2 separate regions of the Zea mays genome follow, and region 2 is linked to region 1. The links are chromatin contacts, called in public Hi-C maps. All regions are on one chromosome and are shown on one strand. The core of a region is the stretch at or near the end of the contact, and the rest is flanking DNA. Distances in the headings are between cores, read along the strand shown. Region 1 holds the start of LOC100273615. Region 2 holds the start of LOC103633710 (potassium channel AKT3).

Region 1 (4,974 bases), core at 2,032-4,531:
AAAGAAGCAAACCAACCTCCTACGTGACTGCGACAACTATAGTACCACTCAAAATCAGAGAAGTGCAGGCAAAACTGTGAGCACATATAGTGGAATGGACTCACTTCAATTTCACCTGACTGGAATCATCAGTCAACAGCAAAAGATAACTCTCCTAGTTACCTGTACCTAAAAGAACAGCATATAATAAGAAAGCCTACTGGATCAGCACATCACCAATTTCTCAAGGCAACAAACTTATGGATTTAGTTACAAATGAATGCATTCCAATAATCATTTTCCATTTAGAAGATACGTGAGCAAAAGGTTTACAATGCAAGGTTTGATCATGCCCTAACAAAGGAAAAGAACAGAGGAGAGCAGGTCAATCTTTTCTTCATTTTCACCTGCTGCCTGTATATCCTTTAACTGTTATCTTGTTTCTCTATATCTATGCACCAAAAGTTTTCACATGTGTTGGCAACCATTGTTTAAATGCTTTAAAATGTTGTTTGAAAGAGATTGGCAGTGAAATTGGAGATGCAGATTGGTGGAACGTTTGAAGATTCAAATGCAGGGCAATGTAAAATCAGTAGTGCATACTTGCCTTTTGCTTGAAAAATCAGTAGTGCAATGTAAAAACAGTTTCATTGGACTGGATATTAGCATGTTTTGTTCAAGAAACATTCTGATGAAATATTCGTGTAACATTCATGCGAAAGATTTTAAGAGCAAAAGAGGATAAAAACATTTTCAAATCTCATGATTTACCAAGCAAAATTATCGAAAGCAACCTCAGAAGCCCACATTAGTTTTATGGAGCCAGCTCATTTGCGAAAAAGGTTTTCTGAAGCTGATTAATAAAACTATTAAACATCGCTTGAAGCATTTACAGAGCTCCATCAAAGAAGATTCAATTTTAGTTCTTGATAGAAATTACAAATCACGATTGAGAACAATGTAAGATAAGAGTAGGGAACTATCATTATTGTATCTTTAACAGATTCTATCATCGCAATCCAGTTAATTCTAATCATGAAACTAAACAAAAGTTTGTTTCCTCTCATCCACATTTCTTATAACCAAATCAAGATCATGCAACCTTTACTAGATCAACTTAATGTACCTTTGTCAGGTTATGCAATTCCTGCTATATCTGGTAACGCCACAAAATTCTGGACCTGCCTGTTGCACATTTATCATGGTATGGAATTCATGCAATCAAGTTCAAGCCCTCTCCAACAATAAAGGTCTCATCATATAAACTGGGACCTTATAAACCAACCTAACTTAAGATATCAAATCATTCAAAAAATAAGATACCAGTTACCAGATCATTCATGAATTTTGTTACATTATGCAACTTCATGGCACTCAGCATGATGAGGACTGGCATTATCCTGAAGAACATAAACCCAAGCATGAGGGCTAGTCCTTGTAATTTTCCAACTAGCTATTTTCTATAGTACTGAACCATGCCATTTCTAGAGAATCTTTACTGAATTGCAATCAGAAAGTCTCACTACAATAACAGAAACTAAGGGAAATTGCATAAGGTAAAAGGAATAATGATGCATCATCAAAATCCCAGCAAAACAACAAGCTAACTTAGCTCAGTTGCAGAGAAACTTGGAAGCTTCACAGTGTTGGAGATGTGCTGTAATGTTTTCTCTCATCACTTTGCCATTAGGATCCACCTGCTCGCAGTTTTCTCGATTATAGCCAGTATCATGATGTTCGGGAAGTTGAACACTCGGAAGCAATTCATCATGGCAGTCTATGAGTATATTGTGAAGCAGACAGCAAACAAGAATTATACTTGGCAACTTGTTCTTGTCAGGCCTCCACATGACTTTGTGTAAGATCCTCCAGGATCCCTTCAGCCGCGCCAAGGCATTTGTTCCAAGCAGCCTTGCAGCTTTTTGGCGGGCATTAAAGTTTTGCAATGGGGCAGGCAGATGTTTTCCTTCGAATGGAGTCATAAGCCATGGGAGTAGAGGATAACATGAGTCACCAGCAATGTATTCCCTGATCTCTGCACCCTCTGCTGAAACTTTGACAGAGCCATTCAAACGTTCCCCAGCTTCACAGAGCTTGAAAAACCCAGAGCATTTCATCAGGCGTGAGAATGTCATGCTGCCAGGCCAACCAGTAACAATATCAATAAACCTCATCTGATCATCAACAATCCCTTGCAGGAACATACTGTAGTTCTTTGCATGATCACACCAATCTGCAGATGACTCGACAGCAGGAAGCGTCATGATTACGTGGGTGGCATCAACACCACCACAACAATTCGGAAGGCCATAAGCATCCTCCAGCACAGCTTTGATCTGCTCAAGTCTCTCTTGGCTTGGCCATGCCAGATGATACCTAGCCCTATCTTCCATCGACTCGATAAATCTCCATGTCACTTGTGAAACAGTAGACTGGCCCACACCAAAAGCAGTCCCTACTGACACCTGGGAATCACCGGACGCAAGCCTCCTCATGGCAATTGCCACTTGCTTCTCCACACTGAGCAGCCTCCCCTCAATGTTGATCAGTCCAGACGGTGGCCTTGAGATCAGATCTTCCCTAACAATGGAGCAGATGTAGTCAAAAGTCTTCCTTGAAGTCCTGAAGAAGTGCCTGAATGCTTCCCCCTCATCTGGAGGCACAGCATGCTCTGTCCAAAATAGAAAATCGAAATTTAACCACACACACAGCGAGACCAAGACCATTTCACATCGTAATCATTAGTACATTGCATGATTGCAAACTCCTGATTCCGCTCAAAATCAGCCATTCGTCAAGACTCAAAGACCAAGACTGCCCACCCCTAATCTTGGCACATCCACAGAGACCGGCCTCTGGTTCACCGAATCAACTAGCCCCCCAAAATGAACAGCGCTAAAGCGCGGACCCACACCCATCTGGGAAAGCGGCGTGCCCGAATCAGCAAGAGGCGCGGCGGCCGCCGTAATGCCCGGGTGGAGCGGCCGCCGTAATGCCCGGGTGGAGCGGCCGCCTGTGCAGATTTGGTCGAATGCACAAACGCGGGACGAGAATTCAAGGAAACGCCTCCGCTAGGGGACGAGAGAGAGAGAAGAAGGCGTATGCATACCTAGCTCGACTTGCTTGTTCAGGAAAGCGTACCACCACTCGGTGTCGAGGGCGCGGAGCTCCGGCGGCAGCGCCGGCGGCGCGCCCCGCGCCCTGACAATCTTGAGCTTGCCATCCTTGGATTTCCGCTTCCCCTTCTTGGACTTCTTCACGGGAGGCATCTCCCAAACCCCACCCCGAAAACCCGGAACCTCTCCGCCCGCTCCGCTCCTGCTGCAGTCTGCGTTCGTCTCCCCTTCTGCCCCTCCTTTTATCATGCTCCTCCCCTCCAGATTACCTGCCATGGTGAATGACGGATTTTTTTTTTCTTCTAACTAAATCTTACCACCATGCCTTTAATTGCAGGTGGGACCATGAATTATGTAGGTCCACTTGTCATTGATCTTATTGGCAAATGTATAGCCGTGTACCCCTTATTTTTCATTTTTATATAGTTTATTAGTATGTAATAATATTATGATAATACTATTTTATATTCATCCCACCACCTCGGCTACATGAGACACGCCTTTGATCGTGATACAGTTGTAAGTGCATGTTTGAGAGAGCTTCTAAGCAACTCTGGCTCTTTACTTGAACCCTTCCAAAGACACGTTGAAAAACGGCTACAAAAATGGAGCTAGAGCCGTTTTAAGGTTGGGAGTCCGAGCCAGGAAAACCAGCTCCCAACGGCTCTCCGTTTCTCCATGCAGAGGAAGGTCCCCACACGTAGCCGCGTGGCCAGGGTGTCGCCAGGATGCGTAGCCACGCTCCTAGAGGTTTCCCAACGGCTCTCCGTTTCTCCATGCAGAGGGAGGTCCCCACACGTAGCCGCGTGGCCAGGGTGTCGCCAGGATGCGTAGCCACGCTTAGAGGTTTTCGTTCCATGTATGCACATGCATCTTTACTAGCAAGGCTACCGGGGCCCGACGTTGTTACGCTACACGAAGGCATCGACGCATCATCGCGGAGCACGCCATCGAGGAACAACAACACTGGTGTGTCAGGGTGGAAGCCATGGTTCATGGCAAGCACGACACGCAGTATGCACACAAGGTGTTTAATTTGTGCAAATGTTTAGCCAACAGATTGTAGACATTTAACTCATATACCAAATAAATAAGTATCGGAGAAGTCGTTTTGCTAGCAGAGGATTCAAAGCGAGAGCTATTTTTAGAGGAACCATAGTCCTACCAAACAGGCCCTAAGCCTAACTCTAATGGAGTACCTAAATAGACACCCAAACTCAAAATAGGTACTTGATGAGCACTGTAACGATACTTATACCTCTATAATAGGTGATCCAAAGGTGATACTTAACCTAAATATGAGTTCTCTCTCCAGAACTCATTATGTGCAGTGTGAGTGAGTGAAGAGAGAAAGCGAGCCTGGTTAGTGAGATGGAAATAAAAATGGTATTTTATTGATATATGTGTTTAGATGGGGATTATTGTTGGAGATAATTATAGACAAATAGAAGGTGCATTTTGGGTGGATAGGCAAAAGATGAAATGGGTCTCCAAAAATGGATGGTATTGTTGGAGTTAGCCTAAAGGAAAATAATTTATGTCCAATACAAATCTAGCTAGTGTGCCATCATCTTAATCATAGTGGGATGAATTAGTGAACGTGATTTAGCTGTGTCAGTGTTAATGAGGATAGTAAACATTGATAACCATGATCCAGTTGTCATGGACTCACCAACATCCATAAATGTTGGATCCAGTGGTAGACGCTACCGACAGTTGACATGGTGTGGGACGGTCAATATCGACCATCATAGCTCTAGCAACAAAGTGATACACCTGGTTGAGCTTATCGATCAATTGATGATGTCGGTGGGACCGTGTCGGTTGGTACCACTCGTCTTATTGGAGCCCATGTTGTTACTAGTCAGGTGTGTTTGGT
Region 2 (4,493 bases), core at 1,823-4,322, 180 kb after region 1:
CCCCAGAGGGTTTGGACTCGCCTCTACGAGAGCGTCCGCCGAAGCGAAGCCGCTTGGCGGGTCGAGGCTGAATCCAAGGGACGTGAGATGGGAATCGGTCGGTACCTCTTGGTCGACGGGCGGTGATGAAGTCACGTCGGGGACTGACTGCACCGTCGTCTCAGGCACGAGGGTGACGCCCAGCAAGCCTTTCGCGAGCGTGCTGGCGTCGTCCGTTTGCTCGGAATTGGCGTGTTGCGGGGAGACGGCGCTCGTCTTCGTCTCAAACGCGAGGTCGATGCCCGACGCGCCCCCCGTTGGGGCGTCGGCGCCGCCGACTTGCTCGACAGCCGACGAGGGGCCGCCTCCTGCTTGGCCTTGGTTGCCCCGCCTCCTCCTTCGTCGGTGGGGGAGAGGGCGGGGTGAGCTCGAATGTTGTTCTTCCACCGCGTGGGGAAGACGTCGTCGATTCCGCCGCCGGCGGGCGGGCTGTCGGCCGCCATTGTCGCTGTCGCACGGTGGGGGAAGGAGTATCATGTCGTAGCTGCCGTCGAGGGACATGAACTCAAGACTCCCGAAACGGAGCACCGTCCCGGGCTGGAGAGGTCGCTGGAGACTGCCCTTCTGGAGCTTGACGGGAAGCTGTTCGTCAACACGCAGCAGACCCCTACCTGGCGCGCCAACTGTCGGCGTTTCGAGACCGGGGGGTCCCTGGGCCGACGAGTGAAATATCGCCGCGTGCCCCAGCCCAGATGGGTCGGCGCGAGGCCGAGCGCGAAGGGGGGAAAAGGCGGCCGGAGACGGGCGTGAGAGAGGTGGAAATCCCGCGGCCTTCGTGTTCGTCCCGCGCCCAGGTCGGGTGCGCTTGCAGTAGGGGGTTATAAGCGTCCACGCGGGAGAGGGAGCGAGCGGCCTCACGCGCCTCACGCGAGCGCCTGTCTCGTCCTCGTCCCCGCACGGCCAACCCTCTGTAAGAGGGCCCTGGTCCTTCCTTTTATAGGCGTAAGAAGAGGATCCAGGTGTACAATGGGGGTGTGGGCCCTTGGGTCGGGCCTGTCTCGTCCGCGCCTTAGGTTGGGCGATGTGGAGGCTCCTCCGAGGTCGAGGTCGAGTCTGTCTTCTGAGGCCGAGGTCGAGTCCGAGCCCTTGGGTCGGGCGAGGCGGAGACCGTCGACTGAGGCCAGGGCTGAGTCCGAGCCCTGGAGTCGGGCGAAGCGGAGTTCGTCGTCTTCAGGGGCTGAGCCCGAGTCCGAGCCCTGGGTCGGGCGGAGCGGAGTTCGCTGTCTTCCGGGGCTTAGCCCGAGTCCGAGCCCTGGGTCGGGAGGAGCGGAGTTCGCCGTCTTCCGGGGCTTAGCCCGAGTCCGAGCCCTGGGTCGGGCGGAGCGGAGTTCGCTGTCTTCCGGGGCTGAGCCCAAGTCCGAGCCCTGGGTCGGGCGAAGCGGAGCTTCCTATGGTGCCTGAGGCCGGGTCTGACTGCCTGTCAGCCTCACTCTGTCAAGTGGCATAGCAGTCGGTGCGGCGCAGGCGGCGCTGTCCTTCTGTCAGGCCGGTCAGTGGAGCAGCGAAGTGACTGCGATCACTTCGGCTCTGCTGACTGAAGGGCGCGCGTCGGGATAAAGGTGTCAGGCCACCTTTGCATTAAATGCTCCTGCGATTTGGTCGGTTGGCGCGGCGATTTGGTCAGGGTTGCTTCTTGGCGAAGACAGGGCCTCGGGCGAGTCGGAAGTTCGTTCGTCGCTGGAGGGGGGCCTCGGGCGAGACGGAGATCCTCCGGGGTCGGCTGCCCTTGCCCGAGGCTAGGCTCGGGCGAGGCGTGATCGAGTCCCTCGAATGGACCGATCCCTGACTTAATCGCACCCATTAGGCATTTGCAGCTTTGTGCTGATGGGGGTTACCAGCTGAGAATTAGGAGTCTTGAGGGTACCCCTAATTATGGTCCCCGACAATAAACATCTATAACTTCTCAAGATCTACAAAATTTATTTTGGTTGTTTGGTCATTTGTTTATCTCACATGATGGTTCTAACAATATGCACAAATTTTATACGTCTCTCTCGTAGTTTCATAAACTACGAGAGATATAGGTTTTATGAATAAATTTATTTTTATTTTGTCATATGAAGAAATGTTCAATATATAAATTGTACATCATGATGAGTTATATAAGTTTGTAGTTGAAAACATTTTCATTTGAATTAATTTACTTCTTTAAAATATGATTTTTAAATTGTCTTTGCCTAGTGTTGGGAAAAAAACACACGGCAAAGAGCTCTTTGCCGAGTGTTGTATTTGTGACACTCGGCAAAGAGCCCTTTGTCGAGTGTCAAAAAAAGACACTCGGCAAAGAAACTCTTTGCCTAGTGTCAAAAATAAAACACTCGGCAAAGAGCTTCTTCGCCGAGTGTTTTCTTTTATCGAGGATTTTTTGCGTGGCACTCGGCAAAGAGCTTATTTGCCGAGTGCCAAAAAAACACTCGGCAAAAAATATGGCACTCGGCAAAGATCCAAATTCCGGTAGTGATATTTTTGACATTACTAGTTTTATTGAAAATTATTTTCACAACATATAAATTTTACGGTTCTATATGGTACTACCTCTGTTTTTTTATATTTGTCGCTATGCAGTTCAAGTTTGAACTAAAGAACGTCAAATAAAATTTTTTTGGAGGAAGTACATTTTAATTAAAACATTGAAAGCCACAACAATAAACTTTTCCTTTTTGAGAAACATCCCTCCTTGTACAACAATCTACTAGTGGAGTGCTGCTGCACTGGAGGCCTGGAGCTTAACCTTTTTCTATCTAATCAGGCCGTTGCTCCTAACGATAGACCCAAAGGCTGAAAGCCCAATCAAGCCCAGTTGCGCGATGGGGACGAAGGAGCCACTGTCACTCCCGCCGCGCTCGCTGCTCGATTACTAATTAAAGCCGCGCGCACGAGGAAGCGGATCAGAACACGCCACGATCTGGCGGCAGCACAGAGGGAGGCGGTCCGCGGTCGCATGCACGGCTCGCCGGCGGAGGCAACTGTTAATTATTACGCCGTGTACCAGCAGCAGCCTGCAGGACGACGGCACGCGCGCGCGCGCGCGGCATGCCGTTGAGTGGCAGGCCATGGGGCGGCGGCGGCGGCAGCGGTGGCGGCAGCTCGGGTAGGCTCGCGTCGTCCGGCGCGCTCCTCCCGGCGGCGCTGGGCGGCGCGCGCAGCGGGCGGCGGCCCCGGCTCCGGCGGTTCATCGTGTCCCCCCACGACCCGCGGTACGTGGCGTGGGAGCACTCGCTGGTGGCGCTGGTGGCGTACTCGGCGTGGGTGGCGCCCTTCGAGTTCGGGTTCGTCCCGGACCCGCGGGGCGCGCTGGCCGTCGCCGACAACGCCGTGAACGCGGCGTTCGCCGTGGACATCGCGCTCACCTTCTTCGTGGCGTACGCGGACGGCGGGACGTACCTGCTGCAGGACGACCCCCGGCGGATCGCGTGGCGGTACGCCCGCTCCTGGCTCGCGCTCGACGTCGCCTCCACCGTGCCCACCGAGGTGTACCGCCGGGTCCTGCCGCGCCAGGCCAGGAGCTACAACTTCTTCGGCATGCTCCGGCTCTGGCGCCTGCACCGCGTCGGCACGCTCTTCGCACAGTACGTGCGCACGCACGTCGTCGTTGTTGTTGGATGCTTTTTTTTTGAACTGATGAACAACGACGTTGCTTTGCTTGGTTCCTTCATCTCTACTCTGCTTAGACTGGAGAAGGACAGGAAGTTCCGCTACTTCTGGGTTCGATGCACAAGGCTCATCTGCGTACGTGAGCTCGATGATTCTGCCTGCCTGCCTGCCGTTTGCATTCCACTAGCTCGTCAGTCTCATCAGCAGACTGATCAGCAAATAATGGAACTGTCTTTCTGTCTGCGCGCGCAGGTGACGCTGTTCGCGGTGCACTGCGCGGGGTGCTTCTACTACCTGCTGGCGGACAGGTACCCGGACCCGGGGCACACGTGGCTGAGCTCCTCCATGCCGGACTTCAAGCAGCAGAGCGTGTGGAAGCGGTACGCCGCGTCCATGTACTGGTCCATCACCACGCTCACCACCGTCGGGTACGGCGACATGCACGCCGTGAACACGGGCGAGATGGTGTTCACCACGTTCTACATGCTCTTCAACCTCGGCCTCACCGCCTACCTCATCGGCAACATGACCAACCTCGTCGTCCACGGCACCAGCCGCACCAGGAAATACGTACGGCCGGCCGGACTACCCTATGCTATGCTTCTTCTTCTGTTCTCTTCTGTCGTACGTCGGTCGTCGGCAGCCAATGCTAGCTTGCGATCGACATGAATCCATGGACACCCGACCGAATGAATGAATCCACCGTACCCACACCAGAGGGACGCGATCAAGGCGGCGACGAGCTTCGCGGTGCGGCACCAGCTGCCGCCGCGGCTGCAGGAGCAGATGGTGTCCCACCTGAGCCTCAAGTTCAGGACCGACTCGGAGGGGCTGCAGCAGCAGGAGACGCTGGACGCGCT

What was found. Hi-C and Micro-C count contacts between places; a contact is called where the count stands out from the background.
Region 2: a contact with region 1 is called in a Hi-C map of tassel, with 3 times the contacts expected there. The contact joins the promoter of LOC103633710 here to the promoter of LOC100273615 in region 1. A contact is called at or near these places in 6 of 25 Hi-C or Micro-C datasets (bundle sheath, ear, leaf and 1 more).

What each region holds. Positions count from the first base shown.
Region 1 is chr7:9,100,404-9,105,377 of Zm-B73-REFERENCE-NAM-5.0, forward strand. LOC100273615 reads right to left here and starts at 3,282. Exons shown (of 2, transcript NM_001148031.1): 1 at 3,089-3,282; 2 at 1,257-2,650. The coding sequence starts at 3,248. The coding sequence ends at 1,593.
Region 2 is chr7:9,276,402-9,280,894 of Zm-B73-REFERENCE-NAM-5.0, forward strand. LOC103633710 (potassium channel AKT3) reads left to right here and starts at 3,073. Exons shown (of 10, transcript XM_008655416.3): 1 at 3,073-3,608; 2 at 3,711-3,768; 3 at 3,886-4,203; 4 at 4,351-4,493. The coding sequence starts at 3,073.